Regions from separate parts of the Sus scrofa genome. Here region 1 is linked to region 2. Evidence: chromatin contacts called from public HiChIP or PLAC-seq data. All regions are on one chromosome and are shown on one strand. Each heading gives the region's core, a stretch centred on a gene start, on an enhancer-like site or on the middle of the called end of the contact. The rest is flanking DNA. Distances are from core to core; before and after follow the strand shown.

The links. HiChIP or PLAC-seq counts read pairs in DNA pulled down with a chosen protein or histone mark.
Region 1: an H3K27ac HiChIP or PLAC-seq map of alveolar macrophages shows a contact between it and region 2. The contact joins the enhancer-like site here to the promoter of ABHD2 in region 2. A contact is called at or near these places in 4 of 47 Hi-C or Micro-C datasets (alveolar macrophages, embryonic fibroblasts, fetal liver and 1 more) and 2 of 2 datasets of contacts at active chromatin or transcription factors (alveolar macrophages and skeletal muscle).

The regions. Positions count from the first base shown.
Region 1 is chr7:54,719,622-54,725,706 of Sscrofa11.1, reverse strand. ABHD2 (monoacylglycerol lipase ABHD2) reads right to left here. Exons shown (of 11, transcript XM_001925989.7): 4 at 753-928. Among named protein-coding and RNA genes, the nearest start is that of ABHD2, 67 kb to the right of the region's middle. Within about 2 kb of position 3,931, at least 5 of the 83 cell types and tissues checked have an H3K27ac peak or open chromatin away from gene starts, as enhancers often do. A contact at or near this core is called in alveolar macrophages and fetal liver, where this site is marked.
Region 2 is chr7:54,653,311-54,659,907 of Sscrofa11.1, reverse strand. ABHD2 (monoacylglycerol lipase ABHD2) reads right to left here and starts at 4,214. Exons shown (of 11, transcript XM_001925989.7): 1 at 3,997-4,214. It also overlaps LOC102161272.

The sequences.
Region 1 (6,085 bases), core at 2,682-5,181, 66 kb before region 2:
TATGTATTTATTTATTTATTGCCTTTTCTAGAGCCACTCCTACAGCATATGGAGGTTCCCAGGCTAGGGGTCAAATTAGAGCTATAGACACCGGCCTACACCACAGCTCACGGCAACGCCGGATCCTTAACCCACTGAGCAAGGTCAGGGATTGAACCCTCAACCCCATGGTTCCTAATTGGATTCATTAACCACTGAGCCACAACGGGAATTCCAGGACCAGCTTTTAAAGGATGCAGCCATCTAACTCCACTTCCTCAAAAGCCCTCACTGTGAAGCCTTTTATGAGTGTTCACTGTGTAGCTGGGACAGAGCAATGCGAGTTCCATCAGTAATAGAAATTGTGGTTGTTTCTGAGAAGTAGGTGTCTCAGACCCCTGGAAACCTAAGAAGAGGGCCTCTAAGAGCTTTTGTTTTTTGCTGGTATGCCACAAACAAGACCAGCTACCCTGCATCTAAGCTGCAGTTTCCTCATCAGCAAAGTAAGGATGATAAGGCTCTGACTTCTCAGGATTGTTGGGAGGGTTAAATGAGATGAGAGCATATAAAAAGCACTTAGATAGTCCAGCTTCTGTTGCTGTCATCAAACCAGAGGCCTGGGCCCAGGGCACCGGGGCTCCAAGTTCTTATACAAAGCTTATGTATTTCATAAGAGGATTGAAAAGCTATTCAACAATGCTATTGAAAGCCCTACGGGAGTCTCCTCCCTCACTGACTCAGCCACTCCAATCACAGGACCTAAACCAGCTCACCTCCCACACAGTGCTCAGCCAAGGGTTCGAAGAGGTCAAAGGTCGAAGTGGCTCCATCGGACATGGTGATGAACTTCCGGTGCCCATACGGGTGTGGTGACCTCACCCTTCCCATCTTCCCATACAAGGCTGTCTGGATGTGCCCGCTTTTCCCCCAGATCAACGGTGGAATGTATCTAAGAAAGAAGGAGAGCAGAGGTCAATTTTCCCACATTTCTTCTTTTTTTTGCCTTTTTTTTTTTTAGGGCTGCACCTGCAGCATATGGAGGTTCCCAGGCTAGGGGTCCAATCGGAGCTGCAGCTGCTGGCCTACACCACAGCCACAGCAACGCCAGATCCGAGCCACGTCTGTGACCTACACCACAGCTCATGGCAATGCCAGATCCGTAACCCACTGAGCGAGGCCAGGGATTGAATCCACAACCTCATGGACCTGTCAGATTCGTTTCCACTGAGCCACGACAGGAACTCCTGCATTTCTTGAATAATGCTCTAAAAAACCTTGGAACAAGAGTCTTTCAACCTGTTTAAGACTTTTTTTTCCCCTAACAAATTCTGTACACCAAGCATAAATATGAGAATTTTAAAAAACCTTATATCCATGCCACGGTTTACCCCCTTTCCCCATTTATGCATCAGATTAGCTTTAGAAATCAACCAGAACCTGCTTATATAGACAGGATTTCGAATGCAAGGTGTTAATTAATTCAACATGGGTTATTTCCATAACGTACAATAGAAAGAAAATAATACCTTTGAACACACGCTTCTCTTAGCCTCATTATCGCATGAGCTAATGTATATAAAATAGCTAGCACGGCGCCCACGTGCACCGAATGCTCATTTCTTCGCCTTCGCCAATGAGGTAGCCACAGCGCAGGGGTTCCTCCATAAACCAGACCTGCTGCCTCTATGCAACTCTTTGCAGGTTGGAAACCCTTCTGAGAGCCTGTTGAGTGCCTTGTGTGTGTTTGTTGAGGGGGGGGCACTGTGTGCTCTGGAGAATGTGCTGGAAAGGCAGAGCAATGTAAATATTTGTTGGATGCATGAAGGATAAAGCCTTGTTAGCATAATAAAGGCATGATGCCACCCTAACAACCATCCTCGGTGAAAACAGAGTGACTCTGGTCCTCAGTAGCAAGGGCAAAAATCAAAAACTAGTTAATTACTGGGAAAACAAGGTGCTCCAAGTTACAATTAAGAAATGATTACAGTTCATAACCACAGGGCAAGATGATCGCCTTTACTGAAACTGCTATTGGTTTCTGTTTCCATCTTTGAGCTCACACTTGATGGCTGACTAAGATTTGTGTTAAATATAAGCTAGAGACATACAATTATATATTAATGGCATCAATCCTTCATCTCTGTATATATCACAGTGATGAACATTTTATTAAGAATTTACATAATCTTTTTGCCAGTTCTTGCCTATCATTTCTATTAGACCAGATGATCCTGGAAGCACTTCTTAAACCAGATTTACTTTTTTTTTTTTTTTTGGTCTTCTCAGGGCCACACCCGTGGCATATGGAGGTTCCCAGGCTAAGTGTCAAATTGGAGGTGTGGAGGCGTAGCCACCAGCCAACACCCACAGCCACAGCACATGGGATCCGAGCCGCATATGTGACCTACACCACAGCCACAGCAATGCCAGATCCTTAACCCACTAAGCAAGGCCAGGGATTGAACCTGTGTCCTTATGGATACTTGTCAGATTCCTTCCCACTGATCCACTGTGGGAACTCTCTCTCTCTCTTTCTTTTTTTTTTTCCTTTCTTTCTTCTTCTTTTTGTTTTTTGGTAATTCATTAAGTCTACACAAATTTAAGAGAAGTTATCACCTTAAGCAAGCCAGTTCCCAGACAAGCAACAAGTTTCCTCTTTGGGGGCAGGGAGGAGAAGGAAGAGTATTTTAAGACCTAAGGACATGAAACCACTTGCCAGCATAATACCACAGGTGCAAATCTCAGCACAGAGAACTTGGCCTTTGGAAAGCAGGCAAAGGCATTTATAAGGAATGAGTGGACCATGACAGCAACAAAAAGCAAGCTTATAACAACAATGTCAATTGGACAGCTGAATACTATATGAGATTTAGATAACAGAATTTATAAAGGGTTTCGGACTAACAAGTTGGACAGTAAATTGTGCATAAGGGAGGAGAATGGGCCAAGAAACCAAACTTCCCATGGCTCCTGGAGGAAAAGTTCAGAGAAAATGTTGTTTATAATACAAATTAAAAACAGAAAGGTGCTGGGAGTTTCCATGACAGGAACTCCTACCTGGAGCTATTTTTATCCTGAGTACCTTTGCTCAAGCTGTGTCTTCTGCTGCAATGCTGTCTCTTCCTCTCTTTTTACACCCAATTTTCCTCCTGTCCAGCTATTACTCGTCTTTCAAGAATCACTTCCGATCAGGTTGTTGGGGGAACTCCCCCTCTCTGTGTCCTCGGCCAAGCACCCTACACACTGCTCAGTCTTAGCATCTGCAGGGCTAGATTAAAACATACTCTTTTTGGACTTCCCGTCGTGGTTCAGTGGTTAACGAACCCGACTAGTACCCATGAGGGTGCAGTTCGATCCCTGGCCTTGCTCAGTGGGCTAAGGATCCTGTGTTGCTGTGGCTGTGGTGCAGGCTGGCAGCTACAGCTCTGATTCAACTGGGAACCTCCATATGCCTTGGGTGGGGTCTTAGAACTAACAAAGACAAAAAAATAAAATAAAATACACTCTTTTAAAGCATGCTCCCTCCTCCCTGCTCCCTGCAGGAGCCAGGCTCATTCTCCTTTGCATCTATCCTCAGAGCACAGACACATACCACGCTTGCAGGGAGGACTCGCTGATAAACAGAGTTACAGACCCACATAGTATATCTGCAAAGACAGAGATATGCTTACAAAATCACATGTGCTATAATAATGCAGATTTGGCTGTGGCATGATTGGTGTTGGCTGTGGCATGATGGCTGTGGGCTACTGTTCTCTTTCCAGGTTACCTAGGACCCTTCTGGGACGGGGCTGGGAGAAAAGTCTCAAGCTGTACTTGCGTGGGAATAAGCGACTGCCTCAGAATCACCTGGAACTTCCTCAGTTTGCTGTGAGGTCAGCTGTGCACAGGGGAAGTTTCATAATCTCTAAGTTTAGGATAATACCACTTACTGATAAAACACTGGTTTGAATTAACTTCACAGTAACACAACAAGAGGACTTATGTAATCGAGTTTTTGTGTAACATTTACCCTGGTGGAGTTTTACTATGTGCTTTTGTTTGTTATGTAACTTATGCACAGATCACAAGAGAAACATTAAGAAATAAAAGAACTAGGGAGTTCCCGTCGTGGCGCAGTGGTTAACAAATCCGACTAGGAACCATGAGGTTGTGGGTTCGGTCCCTGCCCTTGCTCAGTGGGTTAACGATCCGGCGTTGCCGTGAGCTGTGGTGTAGGTTGCAGACGCGGCTCGGATCCCGTGTTGCTGTGGCTCTGGCGTAGGCCGGTGGCTACAGCTCCGATTCAACCCCTAGCCTGGGAACCTCCATATGCCATGGGAGCGGCCCAAGAAAAAAAAAAAAAAAAAGAAATAAAAGAACTAGAATAGGAGGAACCGTCCTTACATCATAAGAGGCCCATTCCTTCCCTACTGATTTCAATTGTCATTTTATTTATTTTTCCCTCCCTTCCTTCCTTTCCTTCTTTTTTTTTGCCTGCAGCTACAGCATATGGAAGTTTCCAGGCTAGAGGTCGAATCAGAGCTGTAGTTGCCCACCTACACCACAGCCACAGCAATGCCAGATCGGGGTCACATCTGCAATCTTGCAGCAGTGCTGGATCCTCAACCCACTGAGCAAGGCCAGGGATGGAACCTGCCACCTACGAGAGGCAACGTCGGGTCCTGAACCCAGTTGAGCCACAATGGGAACTCCCACAACTGGCATTTTAAGTACATAAGTTCTCAGTTAAATATTTGGGTTTATTTCCAACATTTTCTATTCTGGATCATCAATTTTCTTGTCTATTCTTGTGCTAATATGACACCACTTCAATTAATACAGCTTTATGGAATATTTCGAGAGTTGATAGTGTAGGCCTACTTCACTCTTTCTCAAAATTTTCTTGGTAGATTTTGGCATTTTTATTTTCCAGATGAACTATAGGATTAGCTTGTTCTATGAAAAATTGGGGATTTTTAAATTGGAAACACATCTAACACATACTGCTTTGGGAAGAATTGACATCTTTACAATTTTGACGTGGCTCATGTAAAAACATGGTGTATCTCTCCATTATTCAGGTACTTACGTCCCATAGTGAAACTTTAGAGTGTGCTTCATGTTTCAATATTCAGGTTTTACTACACTAAGTTGTATGCATTTCTACATTAAAAAATTCTTAATGTCAGAATCTGGGCATGTTTTACTCCTAACTCCCAGAAAGCAAAAGGGATGTTTTCTACTTCTTTACTTATCTATCTAGATGGTTTTGACCAACATCGTGCTGTGGTCAGTGGTTAATGAATCCTGTTACTAAGAAAGAAACTAGAAGACCGCAACAAAATATAGAGGCCAGCTTGTCTTTATCTTTTGAACCTATTTATAATCAACATCTGGCCCTACTAGCAGAATTGCCCAAAGGGAAAGCCCTCAAGGGGAAATCTGGAGCTCCCTCCAACCCACATCCCTCCAAACACACACACACACACACTGCCTTTGGGCAGATGAGGTTCACATGAGCAAGGACAGAGGGATGCCGCGCTGTTTGAGAGAACCGAAAAAAAGCTCACTAGTGCTCATCTTTGCCCTAAATCTGTGGGTGACCAATTCTTTCGGTGGGTCCTTGGCTTGTAGATCAACCCACTTTCTAGCTATGGAACCCAGGCTTCGCTGTTATTCCCTTTGATTCTCTCCCATACCTTTCTACCAAATCAACCCAAGGCTTGGCACTTGGTAGGTATTTAGGATATGGCGTCTGAGCTGGAGTCCCCCACCCTGACTCCCAGCCAGTCCTTCCCAGGGCACCAAATTCCACCAGCAGCTACCTGTCAGCATTTCAAGTCTGTTGAAATCTCCATGTTGTTCATGCTCAAGCAGGGAACAGGATGCTTTGGTTAAAGTAACACAGCCCAGCTCCCAATAACTTCAGAAGGGATTATGTTAGAGGGGTGCTGGGGTGCTCACCAAATGGACAAGAGGCTGGAGAACCAGAAGAGGGCAGGATCCAAGAAGGAAACCAGGGGGCTGCTCTAGGGATGTGTCCTTTACACAGTCAGCAAGACCACCCCCACCCAGGAAAGTCAGTGTCCCAGGAGTGAGGTGCCTCGAAACAGGCAATTTCAGA
Region 2 (6,597 bases), core at 2,965-5,464:
TTGCTAATAGCTGTTATAAAATATCTTGGCTGTGCCTGGAACACCTCCGGAGGATGAAGAAATCAGTTACCACTGGTACCTCTAAGGAATAACACCAGGGAGTGGGAGTTAGGGGTGGACAGAGATGTATGTACTACCTTACTTTTGTGCCTTTGGAATATTTTCTTTCATCATATACATGCATCGCCTATGAACGTTTTTAAAATTAAAAACACTGAAAACTTAGAAATGTAAAATAAAAACAAAATAGTCTTTCTGCAGCAAACCAAATGGCCTTGTTAATCTAGACAGCTGTCTTCCTGGCACACACCAGATGCTCAGTTTGTTGAACTCGATGAACCTCCACTTAAAGACAACAAAAGAAAAGCAGAAACGGGGCCAACCCAAGGGTATCTGTGCTCCAATTCTCTCCTATGCTCTTTACCTGTCTACTACTTTAACTATTGCGAAAGATCACAAAATGGGTCCTTGTGTAACAAGCCCTGCCCCCAGCTGGGCCTGGTGGGCAAACCTCATGGGTAACAATAGGTCTGGTGGCCCGCCCACACCAGCCATTTTATAAATAGAAAACATTTAAGCCAAAAGCATGATGCCCTGGAACTAAGACAACAAAAACAAACGTGCAGATATGAAAACGATCCCTAAGGGAGATGATGTCAGCAAGGTATCAAGACAGAAATAGCAGCATGAGGGTTAAAAACGATATGTACTGGCCCACAAGGTTGGAACACGCAGAGCCTCTGTAAAATCCGAGGGCCAGAGGGCATTGAGAGGCAGCCTGACGTCCCCGTGTTCTATTCCCAGGGATGGAACAGCCCAAGATGAAACGGGGAGGCTTAAAATCTCAAATTGGCCAAGGAGAACTCTCAAATTGGCCAAGGAGAACTCAAAACCCGCATTACAATAAAACCCAGAATACTGTAAGCAGAAGGTCACGGCAGAAATTCTGCTGCATGTAATTCCATGATGGTGGAAAGCTCTCTCTCCTAGTGCTTTTCAAAGAGCCAGGTTTTAGGCCAAGAATAAGACTCCACCTCAGGCTGCCTCAGGACCAAAGAAAGCCCCTTCCTGGGCAGGAGCCTGAGGCAAGGGGGTGGGGAACCACTATGCTTTTGGTGGGCCCTGCCAGAGAGTCCCAGGAGGAAGACGGACGTGGAAGACATAAGGAACAACAGCAAAGGAGAAGCCTTTTCACAAGAAGATATGACAAGAGCGAAAGGAAGGGGCCCATATTAACACACAAGGGAACAAGAACAATTATCCTAAGATGGCTAAGTTTTAGAATGTCCTAAACAAAAAACCCAAACACGGAATCAACTCTAAAGAAGGTGCCAATCCACGAATAGTGATCATCTTTCATTCATTCTAGAAAACATGTAAAAACAGAGAAGGGAAAACAAAAGGACCGGATTCCTGTAAGAAATCAAGGATACAGGTACTTCCAGTTGGCCAGGGTACTGGCTGGCACACTGAGAGTAGAAATCTATCAGAGCAGTGAAGGTGATACGGAGAATGCAGGTGAAAAGCAGAAAACAAAGAGAGGGAATGTCCCCCAACTGAAACGAGAGGAGGACTGTTCCACTGCACATGCCATCTGGTTTATTTCATGCTTAAGAAAAGAACAGGAAAAAATGCAGTAAAATTAGGGAACGAGCTAGATTACCAGCAAGAATCAGTCACACGCTTGTGCTTCTGCCAGGCAAGGCAGGCGCTGCTGGCGCTCCAATGACTAAGTAACTTGCTTAAATGCATTTGACACACGATCCTTGAACTTCCGAAAAGCACTTAATACAGTGGCTCATGAAATCTTAATCTAAAAATGTTCACCCATTTATAATCAAGCTGCATCACACTGACAACTGGGAAGGAGGGCCAAACAGAGGGAAGAGATATTTGGAAGGATGCCCTAGAGAATGGTATCATCAGCGACTTTGTTTATCACTTTGAGGGACAGTCCCCCCCCCACCTTTTTAAGAGAATGAGATTTGGAGTCTAAAAAGAGTGTAATTACAAAGAGAAGGCTAACAGAAAATGAATAACCTGATTCAATAAAAGACAGAAAAATAAGACATAAAATGCAATGTGAGTTGGAAAACTCTGCAGATATCTACGCTGCCATGAAATCTGGAATATGTTTAATGAATTGGGGGAAAGGAGGTAGGAAAAAAAATTAGCTCCTGCTAGAAAATAGTTGGTGGTAGGTATGAAGAAAAGCTGTATGAAAAGGCAACAGAAGATCGTATTTAATAAATCTATGGTGGTTATTGGGTGCCAGGCACCATTCTAAATGCTTCAGATAAAGTAATTCTCAAAACCACCTTCTTTCTAATCTAAGTACTATTATTATTCCTGTTTTAAAGGTGAGCAAACAGAGGCACGGACAGGTTAGGTAATTTGCCCAAGGTTACAGCTAGTAAGAAGCAGTGCTAAGATTCAAATCCAGGCACTCTTGCACCCAAATCTGAGCTCTTAGCCTCGTTGGACTCCCTTACAACTTGAACATCTAGAGTAAGGTAAGTAGGCTAGGAGTAGAAATAACAAGTCATGCACTGGCCAGATCCAGGATCAACAGATGCCTTAGTCATAGCTCTGTGATGACCAGTCAGTCCTGTGACCTCCCCAGGCCTTCGTCTCCTCACCGGTGCATTAAAGACAGATTAGGTGAGTTCTATCTAAGGTAGCTTCAGCTCGAAAATGCCACCAGTCCATGTTGGCGATCAGGATTTGGACTGGCTTGCTTTCTAACTGGTTACTCAAAGGTTAATTCATCCTAAAACAGATAAAATGTTGTGCTAAGGTTCTGCTTCTGCCTCCTGACCTTCAGAAGATTATTATTCTACTCTATTCAGGCAAATGACAGGGGGCAGTGAAAGGGGGCTACTGGATGGCTTCTCTTTTGGACTCTAAAAAGCTCGGGGCCAGATCACATTAACTCTGCCAAACCTACAGTCTCCCACCCCCACCCCGGCAACTCTCCTGAGTCTGATCTTGGAGCCTGCCTTTGGATCTGGTTACTGGAATGCAAGTCAAACTAACACACTGGAGGTGGAGCAACCAAGAGAGAGGAATTAGGAAGATGATTAGAGGCAGCCCACGTAGTTCAAATTAAGGAGTTTCATGATGGCTAAATAAGCTACTTGGCAGGGTCCATTCTCTTTGCTAGCACAGACTCTTGAGAGTTGAGACCACACAACATCCACTTTCAAACTAATGGACCCCCAGCAGTACTCTTCTCAAGGTAGGCATTAAAGGTCACCCAGAGTGCCTCTGTGAGTGGAGAAGGGCCTTACAGGTGGGTCATGCAGTCTTCCCTTTCGAGTCCTTTCTAAGCATCCCTGACAGGTGGCTGTCACTTGGCCTCTGCCTGGTCACTTCCAAGGTCGAGATGGTGACTGCCTCGCCTAGCAGGGCCTGCTGCTGGACAGCTCTCACTGTGGGGAAAGATCACGAAGAGCCTAGAAAGGTGCCGGGCGCAGGGCCGAGCTCCCTAAGTGCGCCTCCAAGTGGGTCAAAAGCTACCTCCCAACTTGAACCTATCAGTCCTGGGTGCGCCTCTTGAGCCCAGAAACACAGAGGGCCCTCCGGTATTCCGGGTTTGTAATTAGGCCCCCGGCCCTCTCCCTATAGGCGCGGGTCCCATATCTCCTTCACCAAGACCCCTGCCTCAGACCCCAGAGGTCCCAAGGGTGCGCACGGATGCAGGAATGGCTGGCAGGGAGGCCGCAGTCGGGAATGTCCCCAGCCTCTGTGCCCGAGGCGAGAGGGGACAAAGAGCTTTCAGGAAGGCGTACCCCACCCAATGTGATCCAGGCTGCTTCCCTCCCCGACGGCCCTGGGGACCCCCGAGGCGCCAGGTGACAGGCCCCCGAGGATCCCGAGCCGCAGGCAACGGCGCGATGGGCCGAGCCACGACAGGACCGCGGGGCTCAGGGGTTTAGCCCAACTGATCCGGGGCTCGATCGCGGCTTAGCGGAGCTAGCTCGACCGTGGCTTTACCTGAGCGCGGTTGACTACAGCGGCCCAGCTCGCCCTCAGTCCAGTCTCCGCAGCTCCGCCGCTGCCGCCGGCGCTCATGGAAATGCAGCCGGAACCCCTGGCCAGTGCAGCTCCCGCCGCTACCGGCCCCGCCCAAGCAACTGCCGCCCCGCCCCTGACGACCGCTTCTACCACGCCCCTAACCACGGAAACTAGCCCGTTCATTGGGCCGCCCGGCTTCTGCTCTATGAGCCCCGAGGGCTTTTTACATCCAGAGGGTAGCCCATTGGTCAGGGGACCTACTCCTCAGAGTGGAGGCGGAGCCCTCAGCCGAGAGCTCCACGACAATTGGTTATTCTTGACGTCTTTAGCCAGTGGGTCAAGACGCTATAGGATAAAGCCAGCCTGGAGTGGGCAGGGCAAAGATAAGAGCGCGGAAAGCTGGGTAGTGGTTGATGTTGATGGAGGCGGGGTACCGAGAGGGAGGCATTTGTGACCGCAGCTGGTTTGGGGGGCTGGGTAAGGTCAGACGTCTTCTGGGGCTGGGAGGAGGGAGGCTGGCTGGTAGCTCAGCTGCCGGGCTTGAAGGCTCCAGGTCGACTGCTGGACTCACCTGTAGTTCAGGACACTGGTGGCAAGATTTGGGGCTCGTGTCCCAGGAGAGAGGAGGGAAGTTAGTGAGTCACCAAGCCATAAGGAGAAGAAAGGATGTGAAGGCAGCAGCCTCTGGCCTCTGCCAGCTAGGGAAGGATGATGGGGACGTGGCAGGCAGGGTGGACCTCAGTCATTGTCCCACTGTCCTTTCAGCTCTTAAGATGACCCTTGCTCAGTTGAAAGCAGCCTGGAAGAACGTAGCCTTCGGAAGCAGATCTTAGAGTTGGAATCCCTCTTGGTGTGTACAGGTTGCATGGCCCTGAGCAAGTCATTTAATTTTTCTGCATGCATCCTGATTATTTTTCATTTGGCAACTGGGAGTAACAACAGTAGTTAATGAGAAGTTTAAATAATTCTGGTAAACACTAACAGTGCCTGGCACTCAGTAGGCGTTCAATCAAGACTGGTTCCCCATCCACTTACCCATTGGTTTGTGGAACTAAGTCCAATTCTAAAATTCTATGAGTCTGAAACTGCTTTTGCAATGGCATGTGCTTTTACCAAGAAGAGAACACTTGACTAGCTTGAAAAGCAAATGCTTAAGGGCAGAGAGGGCTACCCTGCCAAGGCACAGTAGGGCTGGAAGAGAGAGAGCAAGGAATGAGATGGGAGTTGTGATTTTAGCCAGAGAAGGAAAGTGGTATTTGCATTCATGTTAATTTTTTCAACATATTTCAGGATTTTGAAAAATGGAGCTTCCTTTTTCCTGTTCACCCAACCATGTGTCCAGTGGCTCAAGTTTCGTGGAGTGAGACCACATATCCTTTGGAAGGCTGATCAGCACTGCACCAGAAACCACTGCATAAAATCTGTCAGGAACTCCTGAAGCCCATTCCCCATTCCGAAGCTATGGAAGTCCTAGAATATGAATGGAAATAGCCTCTCAAGGCTATTTCCCAGCTCCTTTGGGCCTACCTTTGAGAGAACCCATACCATGGTGCTCTCGAGGGAAGAAGGAGAAAGAATCCTCTGCTTTGTTTTTCATTCAGTTGTCACGTTACTTAAAACAAAAAGTTTTATTTCAGCATTTATTTATTCCTCTATATTCTCTTCCGTTTGGGGAAAGAAAAACCTGAACAGAGGGTTATAGTGAGGGACTCCTGTCGTTCTGACTCTTTGTGTTAAAAAAAATTGGGGCTTCCAGAAAAGAGCTTTGGATCTGTTGCCACTTTGTGTGTGTGTGTGTGTGTGTGTGTGTGTGTGTGTGTGTGTGTGCGCGCGCGCGCGTGCTCGCATACCCCCACACACTTGGTTCTGCTCCATGGTTTTCCAGTTCTTGTGTCTTTGAATAGTACTGCTCGGTGGCCATCTCTATGTCTGCACTCCTGCTAGGGAAACAGGTTTGCTCCTGCTCATGTTTGCTAAAGGAGACTGAGATGTCTTGTTAGGCCCTGAAAAACCTGATGTGGCTCCCGAGATCCAAAAAGATTTCTCCAGCTGGATTCAGAGCCACAAAAAGTGGCTCTGGGGAGTAGGGTGCAGATGGCTTATCATTGTGCAAATGGAATTTTCCATCCATGTCAGGAACACAGCTTTAGCCAAGAGTTCCAGGAAGGGATGCTCATCAGGTTCAGGAATTCTAGAACACAGTTGTGTCACTAAGGCTCAAAAAGAGGCATAGAATGAGCCTAGACAGAGAAGAAAGAGGGGAAGGCCATGTATATCTCCTTCCCAGCTCTGGCTGGTTTAAATAATGATCCGTTACTCTTTGCAACATAGAACTGCTTTTTTCTTTTCTTTCTTTTTTTTTTTTTTTAGGACCTCATCCATGGCATATGGAGGTTCCCACGCTAGGGGTCGAATTGGAGCTGCAACTGCCAGCCTATACCACAGCCACAGCAATGCAGGATTTGAGCTCCATCTGCGACCTACACCACAGCTCATGGCAACATCAGATCCTTAACCAACTGAGCAGGGCCAGGGATCGAACCTGCACCCTCACAGATACTGGTTGGTTTCATTTCTGCT